Regions from separate parts of the Oryctolagus cuniculus genome. Here region 1 is linked to region 2. Evidence: chromatin contacts called from public Hi-C data. All regions are on one chromosome and are shown on one strand. The core of a region is the stretch at or near the end of the contact, and the rest is flanking DNA. Distances in the headings are between cores, read along the strand shown. Region 1 has its middle 58 kb from the start of ODC1. Region 2 overlaps NOL10 (nucleolar protein 10).

Region 1 (6,451 bases), core at 2,633-5,132, 100 kb after region 2:
CCCCGGGCACTCCTGACCCACCTGTACCCCGGGCACCCCCAACCCACCTGTGCCCTGGGCACACCACCCACCTGTGTCCCGGGAACCCCCGACCCACTTGTGCCCCAGGCGCCCCCGACCCACCTGTGCCCTGGGCACACCACCCTCCTGTGCCCCGAGAATCCCTGACCCATCTGTGCCCTGGGCACACCACCCACCTGTGCCCCAGGCACCCCCGACCCACCTGTGCCCCGGGTGCCCCCGACCCACCTGTGCCCCAGGTACACCGACCCTCCTGTGTCCCGGGCACCCCCAACCCACCTGTGTCCCGGGTTCCAGCGCCCTGGGCTTGGCGGTCAGGGCTCCATTTGATTTGGCTGCAGCCTGGCCCCTCACTGCCCCACGATGCTGCCGGCCTGTTCCTGTCACCAGGGTCACCCACCCACCTCCCCTCCTCTGCCTGTGGGATCAGTGGCAGCTATGCCGGGAGGACCACGCCCCCTTCCCCACAACAACGGCTGCGCTTACTCCCTGAGTGAAAGAGCAGAAACGCAGCCGGGTTGGTGAAAACCCGAAATCAGACAGCGCAGAGAGAGCGCAGGGGGATGGATGGCCCTGGGGCGCTCCCCCCTGGGGGGGTGCAGGTGGCTGTGGACTCCGCCCCCCACTGTCCGTGGGATGGCCGTGGGACATGGGCCTCCAGGCATCTTAGGGGAGCCAAGGGCCCTGTGACGGGGCTGGAGTCCTTCTGGGAGGAGGAGGCGCTCCACCCTACCCTCTGCCACGGCCGCCACCTGGTCTGCTGGATCCTGGGAGAGAAGACCCTCGCCCCACAGGGAGGAAGGAAGGCTGAGGCAGGCCTGGGGGTGCGGACGGACAGGCCCTGCTGCCCCCCAACGCCCACCCCAGGGGTGGCCCCCATCAGCCCTCCCGCCCCCCCCCCCATGTCCACACGGCTGTCCACTCTTGCACGAAGCAGCCAGGTGAGACTCGGAGCCGACACTGGTCAGGCTCTCCGTCTGCACCTTCTTCTGCTGTAGGGGTATTGGCCGTGAACTTTGGGAGAGCCGGAAGGCGCCAGCCCGTCAGCCCTGATGCTCTGAGTAAGTCCGGTGCCCGGATACACCCGGGAGTCGCGGCCACGCTGGCTTCCCCGGGCTCCAGTCCCAGGCTGGCACCCGAGGGGCCGGCATCCACAGCCCCGTCTGCGCCCGTCGCCCGAGCCCCCGACCCCGCCCATGGCAACCCCAGTGAGCCGCTGTGGGGTCTTTTGCAGTCGGTTCGATGCCTGCTGAAGGCCACTCCCACTTTCCTGTTTTGAAGGCAGGAACGCCCACCACAGAGACCGGAAATCCCAGAGTTTCAGAAACGCACAGATCACGGTGCACACAGTTCAGGCTCAACCACGGCCAGCGTTGTGTATCTCTTTCCGATTTCCTCCACTGTTTTTCCTAAAGTTGTATTATGTTGTCTATGCAAAGGGACTTCAAAAAGCTCCCAGAAGAATGGAATCAAAAGATAAGCTTATTTTGGTGCAAAAAAAATTCGGAAATCCATGCGCAGTTTTTCATGATGTGCATTCCTGTGGATTTTTTTTTTTTTTTTTTTGACAGGCAGAGTTAGACAGTGAGAGAGACAGAGAAAAAGGTCTTCCTTCCATTGGTTCACCCCCCAAATGGCCGCCGCTATGGCTAGCGCTGTGCCGATCCAAAGCCAGGAGTCAGGTGCTTCTCCTGGTCTCCCATGGGGTGCAGGGCCCAAGCACCTGGGCCATCCTCCAGTGCACTCCCGGGCCACAGCAGAGAGCTGGCCTGGAAGAGGGGCAACCGGGACAGAATCCGGCGCCCCGACCGGGACTAGAACCCGGTGTGCCGGCGCCGCAGGTGGAGGATTAGCCTAGTGAGCCGCGGCGCCAGCCCTCCTGCAGACTTGTCAATGCACCCTCCTACAGTTTGGCGCCTCTCATTTGTGCGTGAATTTAAATGCATGTTCACTTCTCTCTCATTCTACCAGTGTGGTATCACAGGCATTTTCTGGTCATGAACCACTCATCCGTTATGGATGCGGGCTGTTCATGTGTCATTCCTTCAGTGCACGCATGCTCAGAGCCCACCACGTGTGTGCCAGGCTCTGCCTGGTAAGAGAAGCGGGCAGAACAGGTGTCGTCCCAGCCCTGTGCAGCTTCCAGTCTGATGGGGAGCCAGGCCGGAAAGAAGGAGTTTGAAGGGTGACAGTGCTGTGAAGGAGAGTGCTGGGTGCCCTGGGTAAGCGACAGGAGGTTCCAACAGGAACCCACCCCACTCTGAGATCTGAAGACTCTGCGGAAGTATCTAAACCGTGTTGCTGGTGTGTTGTTACACACCATGTGTTACATGTGTTACACACATGTTTGTGAGGCAGAGGAGTAGCATGTGCAAAGGCCCTGCCTCTGTGGGAGTGCCCGTAAGAGAAGAAGGAACCAGCTAAGGAGGCTGGTGTTGTGGCACAGTGGGTCAAGCCACTGCCTGTGATGCTGGGATCCCATATGGGCACAGGTTTGAGTCCCGGCTGCTCCACTTCCCATCCAGCTCCCTGCTAATGCACCTGGGAAAGCAGCAGAAGATGGACCAAGTGCTTGGGCCCCTGCCATACAGGTGAGCAATCTGGATGGCTTTGGCTTGTCCCAGTTTTGGCTGTTGTGACCATTTGGGGAGTGAACCAGCAGATGGGAGCTATCTCTCTCCCCCCACCCATAACTCTGCCTTTAAAATAAATAAATAAATAAATAAGTATTATAAAAAGAATAAGTAGGACAAAGAAACAACTGACCTCTCAAATACTTCATAAAATAGAATTATGGAAATAAATGTCAAAATTGCTACATTAAATAAAATAAAATACAAGCTTTGAAATATCTATAGCAAGCAGAAACTATAAAAACTTTATATGAGGCATTTTTTTAAAGAATCAATAGATATTCCTTACAGGAATAGAAAACACTACAACTGAAATTTTAAATTCAATACATAAGTTTAATGGACAATTAGATACAGACAAGGAGAGAATCAGTGAACTGGAAGAAAGGGTGGAAGAAGTTATCCAGGTGACCACACAGACGAAGGATGCAAATCATGATAAGAACAGGGACAGGAGAGAGGGTGATTTAATTGGCGTTTGAGAAGCAGCAGCAAGAGAGAAGGGGCATTATGGAAAGAGGTGATGTCTGAGAACTTTCCAGAACTGCTGAAAAATGTCACACCATACACGCAAGAAGCCTGACAATACCGAAATGCAAAGGACAAAACGTAACTGAGCCTGTTCCCAGACTCCAAGTGCCCATCGCAGTCCTGTCACTTAGTGGCCGCCTGGCCCAGCGAGGTGGCCAGGTACTAAGGCCACTCGGTCAGTGCTGGATCGAGTGGCGCAGGGGCAGCAGCTGCCTCTGCAGAGCCCACTCCGTAGGGCCTGCCCGGTGGGTGCCGTGATCAGAACAAGGATTTTGATCTCCTGTGGTTCTTGTTTATGGTGCAGGGTGGGGTAGGGGAATGGTGGACACCCTGTCCCCCACGGCCAGCTCCGCTTTCTGAGAAGTCCAAGCGCAAATCCCCTGTCTCTCCCTCGTCTGCCTGGGAGCTACCGAGCACCTAGACTCTGCAGCAAAGACGCACAGAGAAAATCGTCAGCTTTCTGAGTGTCAGCGCTGGGTTCCGGCTCCCTCCGGGGTGGAGGAGCTGGGAAAGGCCAGGCCCAGGGTCAAGTTCAAGGCTCGGTTTTCTGTTCAGCTCCTCACTCCTCAGAGATTACAAGGAGGCGTGTGACCTTGTCCTCAGAGATTACAAGGAGGCGTGTGACCTTGTCCTCAAGGAACGGCATTGCGTCACCGGCTCCTGACAGCACGAACCAAGACCTGGGAGATTCCACAGAGCTCTCCGGAGTGACATAGAAACAGAGCAAACAGCCTGGTTACATAACCGCGACAGCAACGTGAGTCACGGCTGTGTCACGGGAGTCAGGCTGGTCACTGGAAAAGTAAAAGGATCTCCGGGCTGAGTCACCGGCCCACCCTCCCGGGGAGTCTCCGAACCCCAGGGGACTCCCGGCTGATTCACTCTGCCTTTGTCCTTTCTGTCACATCCCAGTGTCACAATGGAGCCCAGCCAGGGGCGGAGGGCCCTCAGAGGGCAGGGCCCCAGCCCCACGCCAGGCTTGGTCGGGTCTCCCAGGTGGGCTGTGCACCTGCACCCGAAGGCCACACCACTGAGCACCCCTGTGCTCCCAGAAGCCACTTGGGGCCAGCGCCACGGCTCACTAGGCTAATCCTCCACTTATGGCGCCGGCACCCCAGGTTCTAGTCCCGGTCGGGGCACCGGATTCTGTCCCGGTTGCCCCTCTTCCAGGCCAGTTCTCTGCTGTGGCCAGGGAGTGCAGTGGAGGATGGCCCAAGTGCTTGGGCCCTGCACCCCATGGGAGACCAGGAGAAGCACCTGGCTCCTGCCATCGGATCAGCGCGGTGCGCCGGCCGCAGCGCACCGGCCGCGGCGGCCATTGGAGGGTGAACCAACGGCAAAGGAAGACCTTTCTCTCTGTCTCTCTCTCACTGTCTACTCTGCCTGTCAAAAAAAAAAAAAGAAGAAGAAGAAGAAGAAGAAGAAGAAGAAGAAGAAGAAGCAGCAGCAGCAGCCACTTGGGCTCTCAAGATGCGTGATCCCGATCCGTCCTCCCAACAGCTCTGTGAGAGAGGCCGTGGCCTCATTCCACAGGCGAGAGAGCCCAGGCCCGGAAGGGCTGGGGACATGCCCGGATCCCAGACTTACCTGGGAACGACAGGCAGTACCCCTGCCCAGCCTGCCCCCTTCTGGCCGGGACAGGGGGCCTGCTGCAGCTTCTGGGCTGTCCTGGCCGGCACAGCTGGAGGGGCCCTTGCTTGCGTGGGTGGCTCCCCACCCAGGGCTTGAGCCTGCTGTGCACGGGCGGGGGTTCTCCTCCCAGTGGGTGGGAGAGGGGCTGGGACAGCAAACCAAGTGGAGCATTGGAGGCGGACTTTCGGTTGGGTGGACAGCGGCACTCGGTCTCGCTGCTGTTCTTTGATAGGCGATGCCGTGAACGAGCCGCCCGAGACCCTGGGGTGGGAGGGGAGGTGTCACTGGGTTCTGTGCTGCTGTGGGCACTCCGAGGGCAGGTCTGCTGGCAGCCCTCTGCCCCACGCTGTTCTGCACCGTGGAAACCCGCCCAGAATGACAACTGTCCAGGCAGGCTGCTCACCGGGCAGGGCGGCGGGGAGGGGCCCCTCTCGCAGGGAGTTCCGGCTGAGCCACGAGAAGGCACGCTACTCCCATGATCCACGGCGTGATTCACCTGTCCGTGTCCGTCACGGCTGGCGTGACCCACTTCCCAGCCTCATCTCCTGTTAGTGTTCAAACGTGCAGATGAGCCAACCGCATGGGCACAGGTCCCGTTGCCCTGGGGCCTCAGGGGAAGTCTAGAAGGGCCAGACCCTCTGCGTCCAGTCTCCGAGAAGTGGACACAAACCCCTGCCCCCTCCTTCTGCAGGGGCTTCCTCGTGACCTTGAAGGTTGTCGCCAAGCCCAGGGGTCCCAGAGGGACCCTTGCTTTTGCCAGTCCCTGTCGCCAAGGTGGTGCCTGCTATAGCCACAGAGCCAGGACCACCCCTCTGACTCCCACGGGGCAGGCCTGCGGGCTCTGTGCCAGCCTCCAGGTGCCAGCCCCTCACAGCCCTGCACACTGGGCTGCCGCTGGTCCAGAGCATGCCCCAGATGAACCCCATGTGGAGCAGACCCAGCCCTCCCTGCCTGGCCAGACTGGACCGAGGTCCCTCCCTCCCGGCCTTGGTCTCCCCCACCACACTGAGCACCCAAGGATGCTCAGCTTCACCGGCCTCCCTCCACGCCTCCTGGACGGACTGCAGGTCCGCACGTGAACACCAAAGGGCATGGAGGGGCTGGCTGAGGTCCAAGGCCCTCGGCGGGCAGCAGGGGCTGCCAGGGGCTCTCCTCCTTGGTTCCCCAGTTCCCAGGAAGAACACAGCTGCCTCTGTCCCTTCCCCGCGTTGCCATCAGCTGAGCTGTGTCCGGGAAGGAAGATGGGAGGATGCAGCCACAGCTGGCCGGCATCTGTCCCACGCTAGTGCCGCTTCCAAAGGGAGGCACTGACCGGTGTGCGAGCTCGGGCTCCTTCGTCCACCCAGAATCGTTTAGTGCCCCTAGAACTGTCACCTGCCGCATCTCCCCGCCCCCTGTGAGGAGGGGGACAGAAGCACGTGGGCTTCATCGGGGGCTCTGGGCAGGCACCTCTGGGTCTCCCCGTGCCTCCCCCTCCTCGCCGGTCGGCTGGCGGTTCTTCCCGGCAAGCCTTCGGAGGTGAGAAGTGGTGCCCGTAAGAGACGTCGCCCTGATCCGGGGTAAGCAAAGTTTTCCTCGCCAGACAGGAGAAGTTCTGCCCTCCAGGGACAAAGCAGCCAAAGCAAGGACCACGG
Region 2 (5,644 bases), core at 2,363-4,862:
TTTGTGGTGAGTAAAGAATACATTCAATTTTGTCATCTGTGTATTCCAACATTTAAGGTGAACTTAGGGACTGTTTTTCTCTGGCTATGTTTGATTTCATTAAGTAATACAACAAGCAGCTTCATTCATCATGGTTTGCAGTATAGTTTATTAACATTTAGGTTGGAAAATTCGCTTATTCTGTAGTTGGTAATAGATAATCCAGTGGAAGGTATGTGCATATTTTATGATTTTGGTGTAAAAGAAAGAATCAGAACCTTGAGTGGTTTTGGAGAAAAGGAAGCCTGGTGTGAGGTAAAGAGGCCCATTCCCTAGGGAGCAGAGGTGACTTTTCCTTTCTTTCTTTTTTTTTTTTTTTTTTAAAGATTTATTTGAAAGAGAGAGGCAGAGGCAGAGAGAGAGGGAGGTCTTCCATCCACTGGTTCACTCCCCAGATGGTTGTGATGGCTGGAACTGGTCTGATCCGAAGCCAGGAGCTTCTTCCAGGTCTCCCACGTGGGTCCACAGGCTCAAGGACTTGGCCATCTTCTGCTTTCCCAGGCCCATTAGCAGGGAGCTGGATCAGAAGCGGAGCAGCTGGGACTCAAACTGGTGCCCATATGAGGTGCTGGCTAACCTACACCATGGCGCTGGCCCCTTTTCCTTTACTCATATTTTTTTTTAAAGATTTATTTATTTATTTGAAAGGCGGAGTTACAGAGAGGCAGAAGCAGAGTGTGGGGTGGGTGTGGAGAGGTCTTCCATATAGTGGTCCACTCCCCAGATGGCCCCAACGGCTGGCGCTGTGCCATTCCAAAGCCAGGAGCCAGGAACTTCCTTTGGGTCTCCCATGCAGGTGCAGAGGCCCAAAGACTTGGGCCATCCTCCACTGCTTTCCCAGATCATAGCAGAGAGCTGGATTGGCAGTAGGACAGCCGGGACTTGAACCAGACCCACCCATATGGGATGCCGGCGCTACAGGCGGTGGCTTTACCCACTGCGCCACAGTGCCGGCCCCTTCCTTTACTCTTGTTATTTTTTCCTCAATTAGGTCTTTTGTTTGTTTACAGTTATTATGCCATGGATTCATAAGGAGTGGGTTCCAGCAGCTCAGGCTCCTTTCCATCGGTTCTGACAAGCTGGCTTCCTGGGGGCGCAGGCTGGCGCTGTGGTTGAACCCAGGTGCCCTGCTCTTTGGCTGCCTTCTTTCTCTGATCGTTTTCCTTCACGTTTCAGGAAGCTGTCTCGGCTCTTAGAGTGCTCAGTGTGTTCAATACGCACATTATTCTCTTGGCAAGACTCTTGCCCTTCACTGGTTTGTCTACAACAGTGCCAACAGCATGCTGGGTAACATTGTAGACTCTTCCAGTTTTTCCATGGGGACATTTATGGGGCATTCCTTTTTGAACAGTACCCATTCCCTTGATGTCCACAATGTCACCTTTCTTGTAAATGCCCATGTATGTGGCCAAAGGCACAACTCCATGTTTTCTGAAAAGCCTGGAGAACAGATACCGGCCACCTCGCCTCTTTCTTGTGTTCGTCATCTTGGCAAATTACTGGAAGATGGCAGCCCCAGCCGAAAGCTCCCTTGCTCTTAAACACTAGCTTATCTTTGACTTAGAATGAAAAGAGTTGGGTTGTGGTACAAGCTCCGTCATTAGTAAGCCTCATGTTGGGAGTGTTCTTTAAGGAAAATAGGCCAGCAGGTATTGTTTGCAATCTATCTTTTATTTTTATTTTTATTTTTGACAGTCAGAGTGGACAGTGAGAGAGAGAGACAGAGAGAAAGGTCTTCCTTTGCTGTTGGTTCACCCTCCAATGGCAGCCGCAGCCGGCGCGCTGCAGCTAGCACACCGCATTGATCCGATGGCAGGAGCCAGGTGCTTCCTCCTGGTCTCCCATGGGGTGCAGGGCCCAAGCACTTGGGCCATCCTCCACTGCACTCGCTGGCCACAGCAGAGAGCTGGCCTGGAAGAGGGCAACCGGGACAGAATCCGGCGCCCCGACCGGGACTAGAACCTGGTGTGCTGGTGCTGCAAGGCGGAGGATTAGCCTAGTGGGCCGTGGCGCTGGCTTATTTGCAATATATCTTAGAGTGTTTCTATTTTAAATTTAGTGGTTATGATAGAAATAATATTGGAGTTACTTAAGGAAGGGTTGTAAAACAGTCTTAACTTTGGTCTTTAGAAACAGAGTATTTATTTAATCTGAATAGAATACTGATTCACAAACATTTTGAGTGGTCTCCTTTGTCCTTAAAGGTGGAACATTTCCAGTGGTTTTTGCTTATTTAAAAAGATCACTTTGTTATTTAGAAAAATGATTTATACTTAATATAAAGAAGATACTAGGAAGTGCCAAAAAGAACACTTAAAAATGTAAAATGACCTCTGAGTGCAAGACAGGTGTAGCTTAAATCATCAGATCCCTGTTGGTACATGCAGGAGGGTCAAGGTTTCAGTGTTACATGTTCTCATACAGACCTCTGGTTAATTTCCTTAGGGAGAATACCCAAGCCTCAGACTTCTGAGTTAAACAGTGTGCATGTTTTTAGGGCATTTGGCACGTGGCTAAATTGCCTTACAGGAACCCACCCACCACATGCTTATAGAACGCTCCTCCTCACCCCGCCCTCCTCGGCTCGTGGCATCTGCCCCAGCATCGTCACTGACGTGAGGGCGCAGGGAGAGTCTGGGGATGCTGGTGAAGTGACACCGAGTATTTACCCTCATTAACTTCTGTAATGCGCTAGGTACTGTCACCGTACCTCTCCATGGCACACACACTGTGCAGCCTGACAGTCGTGTTCAAGAGCGCACTTGTTGCTAGGGGAGGTGTTCTGTGCATGTCCCCAGTGGAAAAGCAGGCCAGTGGTTGCCTGTAGAGCTGAACACTTCTTGTAGGAAAACAGTGAACATGTAAGTGTAGGCAGAGGAACAAAGTCGGGGTATTTACCAAAATGTTGACTCATTTTTGATTGATTTTGTTGATTTAGTTTTGGGTGATTTTACTGATTTATTGTCACTTCTGTTAGGTAACAAAGTTCTGGAAGGCGGAGCCAGCACAGCAGGAGAAAGGGTGGGGGTGGGGGGCTGGCGTGGTCCCAGACTGGGACTGTCTGCCGAGAACCTGGAAACCTTTCAGAACTGGTGGGCTGGGTACAAAGTAAATGTGCAGCAGTCGATGGTTTTGGTATTTTTCAGCAAAATCCAGTTAGAAAAATAAGAGAAAAAGTGCTCACTTTTAGCAACAAATATTATAAAGGACTAAGCAATAAACTTCATACCTGTATGAAGAAAATAACAAATTTTATTAAAAAACAAAGTTTAAGTGGAGAAAATATATCACTATACTGGAGAATGATTTTTTTAAAAAGATTTATTTATTTACCTGAAAGAAGGAGTTACAGAGAGAAAGAGAGAGGAGACAGAGAGAGAGAGAGAGAGAGAGACAGAGAAAGGTCCTCCATCTACTGCTTCGCACCCCAAATGGCCCCAACAGCGGGGGCTGGGCCAGGTCGGTGCCAGAATGTTGGCCCCTGGGAACTGAGTCTCATGGGTTTTGGAGCGCAAAGGAGCACAGCGCGGCGGTCAGGCCTCCAGGGTCCCGAGTGCCGTGTAGTTCCGAGCGGAGGCTTTAGGTGGCAGAAGAGACTTGGTGAAGCTGCAGCCCCAGCCTGGCCCGGCGGCGAGGCTGACGCCTCTGAGCCCGCGCCTGGCGCTCTCCCCACTGCCGAGCGTTGCCGTCGGTGCTGGGGCTCGCGTTGGCGTGAGGAGCACGTTGCTCTGGTCATGCCGTTCATCTGGCTTTAGAGTCCAATGGCCTCATCTGACAATTAGTCTTTTTCTTTGCTTTTTAAAAAGATGTATTTATTTATTTGAAAGTGAGAGAGAGAGTCCATCTCCATTTGCTGGTTCACTCCCCAAATGACCACAATGGCTCAGGCTGGGCCAGGCTGAAGCTCGGAGCCTTGAACTCCATCTGGGTCTCTTACATGGGCAGCAGGGATCCAGGCGTTAGGCCGTCTTCCACTGCTTTCCCAGGCATGTTAGCAGGGGGCTGGATTGGAATCAGAGTAGCAGGGACTCGAACCAGCGCTCTGATATGGAATACCAGCTTAACCTGGTACCCCGTAGTGCTGGTCCCTGCAGATTAGTCTTTGTTTTAGCTAATTTTAAAGTGAAAATGCACATACCCATGTTCAAATATAAAATTTCTTCCTATTAGTTAAAAAGGAGGATGCTTCTGCAGATACCTTACTCTGGCTTAATCACAGTGCAGGCGTCCGCCCAGGAAGTGAGACCTCTGCACTGCACGTTGCAGCACCTGGGTCTAGTTCCGGGCTCTGGCTCCTGGCTGCGTTTTCCTGCCAGTGCAGAACCTGGGAGGCGGTGCCGAAGGCGCAGTTAAGTGGACTTCTGCCCCCACGTGGGAGCCCTGCAGTGAGTCCCTGGCCCGTAGTTTTGGCCCGGCCCAGCCTCAGTGGTCGGCAGCACTTGGGGGTGAAGCGGGAGTTGGGAGCTCCCTCTGTGGTGCTCTGCCTCAATTCATAAATTAAGCAGCAGCGTGACAGGTCAAGGTGGACTGCGTCTGTGTGTCTGGAGGCTGGACGTGTGATTCTCTGCTAGAGCTAAAATGAGGCTGACAGCGGATGCGCTTGTTACGTGGCGGGTTTGGCCGTGTGTTCATGGACCCTGAATATTTTCCCTTTCAGGATAAGCAGTCTGCCCACCATCTCTGCTTTGAAGTTTCATGGTGCTTTGACCATGGCAGTTGGAACATCGACAGGGCAGGTAAATGTGTTGAAGCTGGAAACTTGATATAAAGTTGGCATTCGGGGACACCGTGTTATGAGAAGCACGCTGTGGGAACAGAGAACGAGGCGTCGCTGTTTTGGCCAGAGTGGAGAGGATGCCGCAGCGTGTCTCATTCCTCCAGCATTTGAGAAGCCTTGACCTTGCCCTGTGGCTGGCCTGAGATGCTGTGGAGCTGGAGTTACAGATTTGTAGGCCTTGGGTGCTGTCTTGGTAGTAGCTGGAACAGCGTGTTCCAGGTCCTGGGGTTGAAGCGTTTGGAATTCTGCCAGACTCCTGGTCTTAGAGACTTGCGGTGGGTTCACACGTGCACTGATGGCTCGGAGGAGCCCTGCAGACGAGAGATGTGTTTAACAAGTGTGAGCTCATTTGTGAGCTCCCGGAGCCTTCTCCCGTGGCTCCAGTAGACACATCCCAGCTGTGAGAGCAGAGGACCGTCTGAGTGCATTAGCAGTTCCCGGAGCTGTCTGTCTGTCCTTCAAGACAGAGCCCACTGCTGTCCCCAGGGAGGTCTGACGTCCTGCTGTAATCGATTTGCTTCCTCTGTCATCACCGGCTAGCGGGGGTCTGGCACTAAGACCCAGCTTCTAACGATGGGGTCAGACGAGGATTCCCCTTCTCCCAGACGGGGCTGGCCTGGCACCACCCTCCCTCTGGACTCTGTTCTTGTTTTGTTTTGTTTTGTTTTGTTTTGTTTTAATTTATTTGACAGATAGAGTTAGACAGTGAGAGAGAGAGACAGAGAGAAAGGTTTTCCTTCTGTTGGTTCACCCCCCAAATGGCCACTACGGCTGGAGCTACGCCGATCCAAAGCCAAGAGCCAGATGCTTTCTCCTGGTCCCCCATGC

What was found. Hi-C and Micro-C count contacts between places; a contact is called where the count stands out from the background.
Region 1: a Hi-C map of an unstated tissue shows a contact between it and region 2, with 2.9 times the contacts expected there. The contact joins two enhancer-like sites. A contact is called at or near these places in 2 of 6 Hi-C or Micro-C datasets (ear pinna and an unstated tissue).

What each region holds. Positions count from the first base shown.
Region 1 is chr2:191,916,374-191,922,824 of mOryCun1.1, forward strand. No RefSeq gene overlaps it. Among named protein-coding and RNA genes, the nearest start is that of ODC1, 58 kb to the right of the region's middle. Within about 2 kb of position 3,883, at least 1 of the 8 cell types and tissues checked has an H3K27ac peak or open chromatin away from gene starts, as enhancers often do.
Region 2 is chr2:191,815,164-191,820,807 of mOryCun1.1, forward strand. NOL10 (nucleolar protein 10) reads left to right here. Exons shown (of 21, transcript XM_002722390.5): 10 at 4,697-4,775. Among named protein-coding and RNA genes, the nearest start is that of NOL10, 27 kb to the left of the region's middle. Within about 2 kb of position 3,613, at least 3 of the 8 cell types and tissues checked have an H3K27ac peak or open chromatin away from gene starts, as enhancers often do.